Linked DNA regions of Danio rerio: region 1 is linked to region 2. Evidence: chromatin contacts called from public Hi-C data. All regions are on one chromosome and are shown on one strand. The core of a region is the stretch at or near the end of the contact, and the rest is flanking DNA. Distances in the headings are between cores, read along the strand shown. Region 1 overlaps LOC137496650 (a long non-coding RNA gene). Region 2 overlaps foxp4 (forkhead box P4).

What was found. A called contact is a pair of places that touch in the nucleus more often than the background predicts.
Region 1: a Hi-C map of hematopoietic stem cells shows a contact between it and region 2, with 2.5 times the contacts expected there. The contact joins two enhancer-like sites. A contact is called at or near these places in 5 of 18 Hi-C or Micro-C datasets (caudal fin, embryo, hematopoietic stem cells and 1 more) and 1 of 4 datasets of contacts at active chromatin or transcription factors (caudal fin).

What each region holds. Positions count from the first base shown.
Region 1 is chr11:24,326,423-24,331,855 of GRCz12tu, reverse strand. All of the region lies in intron 7 of LOC137496650 (a long non-coding RNA gene), which reads left to right. Among named protein-coding and RNA genes, the nearest start is that of tfeb, 90 kb to the left of the region's middle. Within about 2 kb of position 2,400, at least 3 of the 62 cell types and tissues checked have an H3K27ac peak or open chromatin away from gene starts, as enhancers often do.
Region 2 is chr11:24,188,492-24,194,036 of GRCz12tu, reverse strand. foxp4 (forkhead box P4) reads right to left here. Exons shown (of 18, transcript NM_001199491.1): 16 at 4,572-4,638; 17 at 136-308. Among named protein-coding and RNA genes, the nearest start is that of mdfi, 25 kb to the left of the region's middle. Within about 2 kb of position 2,521, at least 17 of the 62 cell types and tissues checked have an H3K27ac peak or open chromatin away from gene starts, as enhancers often do.

The DNA of each region.
Region 1 (5,433 bases), core at 1,151-3,650, 140 kb before region 2:
AACGTAGTGTGTCTTGTAGTCATAGTGTTGGGGGCATGTTTAGAAGTATGGTATGAGGACTGTTTTTGCTTCCATGGCCAATCGAGACAAACTGATTTGTCTGTATTTAAGGTTTTATATTCACTTTCTTTTTTTATTCATTCATTTTCTTTTCGTCTTAGTCCCTTTATTAATCTGGGGTCGCCAAACTTTCTTTTTTATTGCTTATTTTTTTTAATGTTAATTTTTGCTATTTTTATCATAATGTTGGTACATGTTTTTAAATTCATATGAGACCATTTTTTGAAATAAATGTATTTATTTATTTAAATTTTTTTTTAAATAATTCATTAATGTAATTTTTTTCACAACACTGATGATTTTTTAAACTATTGTGGGGCCTTTTTTACATTTAATGTTTCCACTTTAAAAAAATATGTATTTTTCATTATATATATATATATATAAAAACATATCTACAGTTGAAGTCAAAATTACTAGCCCCCTTGAATTAGTAGCCCCCCTGTTTATTTTTACCCCAATTTCAGTTTAAAGGAGAGAAGATTTTTTTCTACACATTTCTAAACATAATATTTTTAATAACTCATTTCTAATAACTGATTTATTTTATCTTTGCCATGATGACAGTAAATAATATTTGATTAAATATTTTTCAAGACATTTCTATACAGCTTAAAGTGATATTTAAAGGCTTAACTAGGTTAATAAGGTTAACTATGCAGGTTAGGGTAATTAGGCAAGTTATTGTAAAAGAAAAAAAAAAAGCCTAAAGGGACTTATAATTTTGACCCTAAAATGTTTTTGAAAAAATAAAAACTGCTTTTATTCTAGCCGAAACATCAAGACTTTTCCTTGTTCTGTTAAACGTCATTTAGGAAATAATTAAAAAAATAATAATTCAAAGGGGGGCCAATAATTCTGACTTCAACTGTTTATTCACACGTGTGCACATAAACACAAACAAAACACAAATACAGTATGTGTGTGTGCACAAGCTCATGCATGCATCTGTGTGTAAAACACATTCCTAACCTCATGCAGATCGATGGGGGCTGATCATTTCTCTGTGATGAGCTGTGATAATTAGGGGATTAAGACAAAGGAAAGTTGTATAACCTTATTTTTTTCACCTGCGATTTTTCACTTACATTGATCATCTTATATTTTGTTCCCAGAAATCAGAGAAGATCTCTACCTTACTCAGACCATGCGTTAGGGCTTCCCTTACCATAATATTACTCAAACATGAATTGCAGTAAACACCTGTCAAAGGTGGGAAAGCATTTTCTCTTGACAAACAAGTTTTCTCAACAATGGCAGGGAAAGATTTAAAGGTGTCAATACTTTTTCAAATAATTTAAACATTGTCAGTAATATGTAATGATGTTTTAATCTATTGTGGGGCCTTTTTCCCATTTAATGTTTCCACTTAAAAAAAAAAAAAATTCGTTTAATTAAAAAACAAAAAACAATTCATTTGGTTGATTTTAAAGCATTTTTCGTGTTTTTATTTTTATTTTTTTGCTTCCTTTTTCACAGTACGCTATTTCTTTTTTATACTGAATTTTTTAGTACACTCATATAAAACCACCTTCATTTATCCATTTTCTTGCTTTTCCAAACCCATGCTCTTCACCTCAATAACCCAAATAACTCTGTACATCATAAAAGTAGTCCATACTGAAAACCTTACTCTGCAGGGAATTCTATTGTGTGACTTTAGATGATTTAGAATAAAACAAGTTGTTGGACCATGTTTATGGTGCATATGCATCCTTTTAGAAGCTCGCTAAGCTCAATCCCCATTCACTTTAACTGCACCAAAAAAAGAGCAACCTGCACATTTTTTCAAAATATTTCCTTTCATGTTTTACAAAGGAAAGTAATTAATATAGATTCAAAATGAATGCATAAATGATAGAAATGGTCATTTGTACATGCACTGGTCCTCAACACATCACACCAGATCTCCATACACTAGTCCTGCAGACCAGCTCTGAAGTTTGACGTATTTGATGAACAGACCTCAGCGAGCCGCGTTTTACTCCTCTGACTCAGTTCTAATGGCTCCGTCAGCGACACGCTAATGAAAGATTGGACTAATCACAGCTTCCTTCCATGTGACTGAAGTCTTCTCAACCGCTGTTTTAGCAACACTAATTTCTCCGCCAATACTTTTTTCACTCTCTCCCCTCTTCCCTCGTTGTCCTTTTAAACGTACGCGAAATGATTCTGTTAGTGTATCCGCCAGCATCCTCCATTCACCTGTCAAATGACACAAAATACCAAATTGCTCTCTCTTTCAGGGCCTCTGGAAGCTATTTGTACAAATGCAGCGAGCAAAAAGAGACGATTGCTTACAGTGCGCGCTCATCAGGGGGTGACATGCAGACAATAGGGTTTGCTGTGGGGTAATTGCAGCCCGTTGGGGTGTCAGTCTGGCCAACAAAAATGAGCCTCTTCTCTCTGGTAGATGGAGATCTTTGTGGACAACAGGGGGCAGTGTTGAGTCGCTGTAGTTTCTGTGCATGTTCGTGCTGTTTCGGATGATGCTGGCAGGGGTCCAGGAGGTGGACTGAGGCAGATTAATTACACTTTTTCAATTAATGTTCTAATGACGAACTGTTGTGTATTCTTCCGATAAGCATGTGTAATCTATGTGTCGAGGGGGCTGATTGGAGAGATGGTAGTGTGAGAAGAAATAATATTTCATATCTGATTGGGGTGAATGGAGTTAGTCGCATCTGTCTTGACCACTCAAGAGATGCTGACCAGTGCATCTGTTTGTAAACTGCTGGATTTTGAGTAATAGTCCTTGTGATTGAGATTCTCTGTGAATGTTGTTGATGATCCAGAAAAATTAATCTTTTTCATTGACTGTATCCCCCAAAGGTCTTTAACTGAATTATAATGTATGATCTTAATATTTATGTACAATAATTGATGATATATGTGGAGTAACTTTGACGTTTGGGGTCAGATATATGAAATATATTTGTAAAATGATCAAATTATTCATAAAGTCTTTTGATCTGAATTTCTACACAGAATACAAAAAGAAATTAACCTCAAACTTACTAAAACCTTAATCTAAAATCAAAATGAAATGGAAAAATCTAACAATTATTTGTGTACAAGTGTAGTCAGAATTATTAGCCCCCCTGTTTATTTCCCCCCCAATTTCTGTTTAACACAAAGATTTTTTGAAAACATTTCTAAACATAATAGTTTTAATTACTCATTTCTAATAACTGATTTATTTTATCTTTGCCATGATGAAAGTAAATAATGTTTTACTAGATATTTGTCAAGACACTTCTGTACAGCTTAAAGTGACATTTAAATGCTTAACTAGGTTAATTAGGCAGGTTAGGGTAATTAGGTAAGTTATTGTATAATGATGGTTTGTCCTGTAGACTATTGAAAAAAATAGCTTAATTTTGACCTTAAAATGTTTTTTTTTTTTTAATTAAAAACTGCTTTTATTCTTGGTAAAATAAAACAAATAAGACTTTCTCCAGAAGAAAAAAAATATTATCAGACATACTGTGAAAATTTCCTTGCTCTGTTAAACAAAATTTTGGGGAATATTTAAAAAAGAAAAAAAAATTCAAAGGGGGGCTAATAATTCTGAATTTAGTCAGCATAAATGAGTACACTTTATTTTGAAAATGAATATTTTTATCCATTTTTCAGTGAATGTAGGTAATATATTTTGGTGCATTTGAACAAAACAGATTTATTAAACAGATACAAACACACACACATAATTAACTGGCAGCAAATTATTTAACCGAGGCATTGGTTCATGTCTCTGATTGGTTGTGTGGCTCTTAACTAAATTTGAATATAAGTAAACTGTTTGTATGTTTTTCTCTTTATCGTTGACAGTTATCCATCATCCTGATTTATTTGCTGAAGGAGAAAAACTCAGGGTTGTCTCTGGTAATGAATATTTAGCTCTAATTTTAGATTCACAATTGACCTTCCAAAAGCATGCCAAGAAGGTCATTAAAATTGTTAAATTTAATCTGGCCAACTTCAGGCATATACAGTACGACCTTACTTGACTAATAAAGCAGCAAAACTTTTTATGCACTCCATGATTTTTTCTCATATTACACATTGTCTTACTAGTTTGTTACATGCTAGTCTTTGTCACTTCATACAAAGACACTTAAAGTCAGAAGACTATGTATCATCATTGTAATATAATACAAAAAAATGTATTGAGCTTTGATAATATAAAATATTTGGCTGATGCTATGATTTTTAACATTTTTAATGGATGTGCTCCACCGTTATGTGAATTTGTGACACACAAGAATAATAATGATCGAGCAACATGATCCATTTCAAGAGGAGACTGTGCTGTGCAGTTTAGATGTACAACTTGTGCACGGTCAGTCTTCTCAGTCAGAGACAGTCATTTCTGGAACACACTTCCTCTTGATTTAAGGGGTATTACAAATTATTTAAATAAATACAAGTTAAAGAAAAGAAGAGGCTAAAGGCAAAGCAAGTTTGTAATCATGTGAAATTATTTTCTATAACTTTTTATGAAATTCTTAGTATGTTTTATCCTTTTGTTGTATGTATTTTTTGTAGGTGGGATAATGTGTTTTTTTTTTACTTTAGATTGCCTTTTTAAAATTTGCCAGGGGTTAAGGTTAAAATTTGTCTTTGTGGCTACCTCTGGCTTATTTACAGTTTTACTGTTGAATAATGAGCATTGTCACTGTTAAATTAGTTGATTAATACAAAAAATACAAGTACACAAATTTATATGTCAGGGAAAATATTGAGTACAATGTTTAGAAAGAGAATCAAGAGAAACAAAAACTATTTTAAAAATTGTAGTTTGTAATTTATTTTTGCAACATTTTGCTTGAATTTAAATGTATGATCTTTCTATTTCTAAGGATTTTTTTACTAAAATATTGTTGTTGTTTTTTTAAATGCACCAAATATATATATTACCTATGTTCACTGAGAAATTAATACAAATATTTATTGTTTATGGTTAGCACTTTATATATTATATATACAGTATACACTTTTCACATTTAATTTACACATTTAATTTCCCTCTAAAACCAAAAAGTACTAACCTACTGACCCCAAACTATTGAAATTGTCAGGAAATAAGTCATGCATGAAAATGATTCAGCCCCGCCCTGTTATAAATCTCAGCAAAGGAATTTAAAAATCTAAAAAATTATAATTACATATATGTGACGATATCAAATTTTTAACTAAAGACAGTAGCAGTATTAATAGTAATTTTAATACGTTTAATAATTAATAATTATAATAATAAGTTTGTGTTAAACCGGACAAACATTTATTCTCTGTTTAAGTCAAGAAAGCTATTGTAGGCTTTTCAGTGTTTTTCTTTCAGTCTGATGTAAAGAAAAAAATCTAAATACATTT
Region 2 (5,545 bases), core at 1,272-3,771:
TAAAAATGTTTCATGAGCCAAACAGCAAACTTCTGAATGAAGTGTTACTTTCATCAGAATCAGAGATTGTGGTAAAGCATCAGTGTCACACGTGCTTTATCATAACTGTACAAGAGATCAGTTGAGTAGTCTCACCCGTACTGATGTGGAGAAAGGCCGGGGCTGCAGCTGCCGTTACTGTTGACTTGTTCAACGGTGCTGCTGACATCATCATGGCCAATGTGCAGCATGTTGAGACTCGCACCTGTGCTGTTGTTCATCAGCGTGGGGCTGTTCAGAAGACCAAGACTGCTCTCCGCCAGCGCAGCCTGCACAACACAACATTACACCATTAAGAAAAGTTAAGAGGAGAGGTCAACCAAAATGAACATTTACTCATCAGTCCTTTTTTAAAATCTGCCTTAATTTTTTCCCATTCTATTATATTCTGAAGAATGATGGAAACTAGTAACTACTGATTTTATTATCAACCGCTGGAAGTCAATGGTTTTCAATATTCTTTAGAATGTAATAGAATGGGAAAAAATTAAATAAAGATAAATAAAGTAACTTAAAAAGGTTTGCTATATTAAAAACAAATAACAATTTAAGTGTACCGAATATGAACATTTCTATTATTACAAAAATAATCAACTTAAATATACTTTAATTGCTCAGCAGAAAGAAGATCAGAAGACAAAATTGCTACAATTGTCGGAATTAATTATATCTCTTTAATTAAAACATAATAACCTGCAACAATCTTTAGAGAAATATCAAAACAAAGACAGCACAACCAGTTTTAACATTAATGATCATTAAAAAGTTGACTAAACACCAATTTAACACATTAAAATAAATTCTAAAATATACACTGAAACTAATATTGATAGAAGACGAAAATTCTTTTGATAGTTCCTTCAGAAAAGCACTAATTACATTTTAATTTTTTTTTTTACAATAGAAACCACTTATTTTAACAAGTTTAATTATTGGTTGAATGATTACATTTTATTCTATACAAGATAAAAAACTCACAAAGTTTTGCTACAACTTGAGTTTGAGTAAATGGTGATAACATTTTGGATGAAGCATCTCTTTTTTAACACTGTGAAGGGTCAAGATAAGTGAATACAGTTTCCTTTAAAAAACTGAGGAAAATTACTCTAAGTTTAATTGTTTTTTATTTTTATTTTCATTATTAAATGTCTTTAAAGTTGTTAAAAAATGGCAGCAGTGTTGCAGCAGGTTAGATTGTTTCACCACTAGGGGTCTCCTTACTTCCATATAACAGTGCAGAACGATCACTGATACCACATTCACACATATACAACCCCACACGCGCACACACACTCTGGTGCTCTACATCTTTAACCCACTGAATGTGTGTATATATGTTATGATAAGTGTTTTAGCATATTATTTTTTTTGGTAATACCCATTTGATTCTTTGAACTCTTTATTTAGTAAATATTAAATTAAAACAAAGTAAAAATATGTAATATTTAATTCATAAAATATTTATTTTTAATTTAGTTTATTTTACCCAATGCAAATCATATGACGATGATACAAATTTAAGAAAACACAATATATATTTTGTATTTATATTAATAAAAGGGTACAAGTAAAATATAACAAATCTATTCAAGGAAATGATACATTCGGATATCTTAATTTAGACATCTTAATGAAATGTAGTTCATTATAGTGAGAGAGAGAGAGAGAGAGAGAGGGAGAGAGAGAGTGAGAGAGAGAGAGAGAGAGAGAGAGAGAGAGAGAGAGAGAGAGAGAGAGAGAGAGCTGACAGAAAGAAAGACAGGACAAGAATAGATTGTTAAAGGCAAATTCATAGTGATTCTGTAGAGAGAGCAAGTGGTGGCAAGAAAGATGATCAGGCTCACGCACAGTTTAACTGTTGTCAACTAAATGAGGCCTATTTTTTGTTTTAAACTAAAATAAACTAAAACTTAACTAACTAAATTCAGATGAACAGCGCAGGTGAATTTGTTTTGCTCATATCTGTATTCTAAAGCATTTTACACACAGATTTGTCCATACATAAAGTGACTAAAAGTATATTTTATTTATTATTCTAAATTTTGTTTCCAGCTGTTCATAGTTCTTTCTGAATTATGGAGTGATAAAATATCCCACTATACACTCTGTAAAATCCTTTGACTCTAATGCATAAAAAAATAATAAAGAACCAGACTGATCTAATATTCAGATTTTAAATAAGTACATATTTAATTCCAATCCATAATTTGCATATTAAAACAACATTTTTATAAACTTGTAATGCATACTTTTTTAATTCTTAATGCTATTAAACAAATGGGGAAGTAAATATTAACAAATATTTAATAAAAATTAGTTACATTTACCCTAAAAGTATGATTAACACTGCCATCTAAAACACACACAAACTCAGCAGATAGACATCATTCTCTCACACTTCGTCAGGCTGTTGTTGTGCACACTGTGTGTCTGCTCTTTTGTTAAAGGCTAGTTTATGTGTGGCCTTTTCAGGATGAGCAGTTCCATTTCCATAGAGATGGCCTGCAGGGTCAGAGTGGGACAAACTGGGCCAGGCCGGAGAAACTGTGTGTGTGTGTGTGTGTGTCTGTGTGTGTGTGTGTGTGTGTGTGTGTGTGTGTGTGTGTGTGTGTGTGTGTGTGCGTGTATGTGTGTTGGCCTGTGATTAGCTGGGCTGTTTGTTTGTCAGCCGCTGACACTGCTTGTCCTGAGAGGAGATGGATGGGCACAGACCTGACAGAGCGCCACACACACACTCACACACATACACAAACCCACACACACACACCCAGACCAGGACGCAAGCTAACAAAGGCTAACCTCCCATATCCATCTCTGTCTCGTCACACAGGGAAAAAAAACACACACACACACAGAGAAAACACAAACGCACAAACTCAGAGCAGGGCTGCGAACGCTCCGAACGAGAGTTGCGGTGACACCGGTGGATTCAGGAGATTTTCTAGGACAGACACTAATTTTATGCTGTGACCTTCATTGACAAATATTTGACGCTATAAATCACATATGGCTGCGTGTGCGATGGAGGGAGGAGAACGGAGGAGGTTTGGGAGAAGCAGCTAATTAGAGGAAGAAATTGTTATCAGTGCCCTTGTGTGCTTGATCTGTGCAGGATTCTCACATTTTTTCTTTTCTTTTCCAGGAGCTGTAAAATGATTTGGAGATTCAAGAATAAATGACTGAAATAAACTTATAAGACTGTTCGGCTCACATTTCAGATGTCAAGTTCTAGCTGATGTTTAGTAGACAAAATATTTAAGAGCTTTCATGAATTATAGTTTAGAAATGCTGATGCCAAAGTAATGGGTGAAATGTAGATTTTTTTTTTCATACTTATTTTATTTTGGATCGACTCAATAACAAATCAATCAGATCAGACTATGAACCAGACCAAAAATACCGCAATCACAAATCAGAATATGAAAAGGCAGATTTTTTACTTAAAATTAATATTTTGAATGCAAAAAAGTGAATATTGGGTAAAAAGGAAACTATACATTTCTATTTTGAATTTACCCAAAAGTTTAAAGTTCATAACCAATATATTCAATTTCACTGTATTCTGTTGTTTATTATTTTTTAATGGTAAATGTCATTTGTAATGTTATTTTACATGTTATGTCATATTTTATAGAGGACAAAAACATGCAAATGAATAAATAAATTAATAATTAAATCCACAAATTCCTGCAAAAATAAATAAAAAAAATAAATAAATATGGAAATAAATAAATAAATATAACCCCCAACCCCCCATTTTTTATTATGTACTTTTAATTATTTATATATTTATTTATGCAGGAATTTGTATATTTATATATGCATATATTTATTTATTTATTTATTATTTTATTTATACAGGAATTTGTAGATTTACATATACATCTATTTATTTATTTGCATATTTATTTATTTATTGTTTATTTATGCAGGAATTTGTGGATTTATTTGTTTATGTTTTGTAGGTTTTGTTCTCCATAATATTTTTTAAATTTTTTTATTTATTTATTAGTAAATAAATACAAGTCCAAGTGTAAAAAATATAAACAGATATAATAAAAAATCTAATAATGAATATAAATGAACATGAATAAATAAATAGTTCATACATACATATACAGTGCTCAGCATATATGAGTACACCCCCACAGATCTCTCAGTTAAATTAACATTTTCTATAGGATACAATATTATATTTGTGCATATACATTGGATAATACGGTCCTGAAGCCAAATCTGGAGCTCATCTAACAAAATAAATTACAATAATAGTAAAAAATAGTAGCCCAAATTTATATCTTAGAGAAAAATATAAAATTACATTCTCAAAAAATCTTTCCATTTATCTTTTCCAATGTTTGCAATAACTATTAAGTAAAATCATTCAGATCCCAACCAGTTCATCAATGAATCATTTACAGTGATTTACATTGTACATCAGTTCGATCAAATTACTGAAAAGGAAGGAATCATTAACTCTCAAACTAGACGTTCTACATTTTACAAAAAGTTTTCAAAAGTAAGAGTCTCACCTGATAGCTGGCATTCAGTGAGCCAAATCCCAGTCCAGAAATCATATTTTTCACAAGAGTGGGGCTTCTGGGAGCAAAAAGAAAAGAAAAAAGATGATGAATTAGATGCGCTGGATTTCAACATAACACACCAGACCAAACTGTGGATAAAAAACCCTCCTTAACCTGTGAAAAATGCTGAGGCACTATTCTGTTTACAAGAGATAAATAGAAAAGTTAAACAATAGAGACTAACACATGCATTCTGACACAGCATATACTGCACACACGCACACACACTGTAATGTGGTGTGCAGGCCGTCGGCTGGGTAATTTGCCGTCGTCTCTCTGGCAGAGCTTGAGACGGCGTGTAACATCTGTTTGTACAAATGCAAGCAGGCAAGCTTTTTTGCAGTGCATCTGCTCACAATGTACCCTAAACAGTGTAGACACAGAAGGGAAAAACACACAGGCGCACAAACACACACACACATGCACGCGCGCACTGCCAAACACAAGCAGGGGAGGCACAAAAGAGACCTTTGTGCTTTTGACTAGAGAGTCAGTAATAGGGTAATGATGGGAAGCCCATTAGGGTAATCATACATGCCAATAACGATTATAGCCTCACTTACAGAGCAGACCTACAAGCTCATGCTTTAGCTACAGAAATAAAAGCATGTTTTGGGGACTTTCACTCAATAAATAGTGTTCACTTAAAGAGGGAAGTTTTAATCCAGGGTTTTACAGGTTGGCTTGACTAGTATGACATCAAACTGTCTGCTGTTTCGGTCTGTAAGGCTACTTATATCATGCTATATTGAAGCAAGGTTAGAGTGTTAACCCAACTGTTTGAATTCATTATCAAACCTGATGAAAGCTCCCTAAATATGACATTATTAATTTAAGCTTATTTAGTGAAAAAGTACATTTTTTGGGATTACTTGTGGAAAGAATGAAAACAAAATGTTTAGCTTTAGATCAAACTTGAGCAT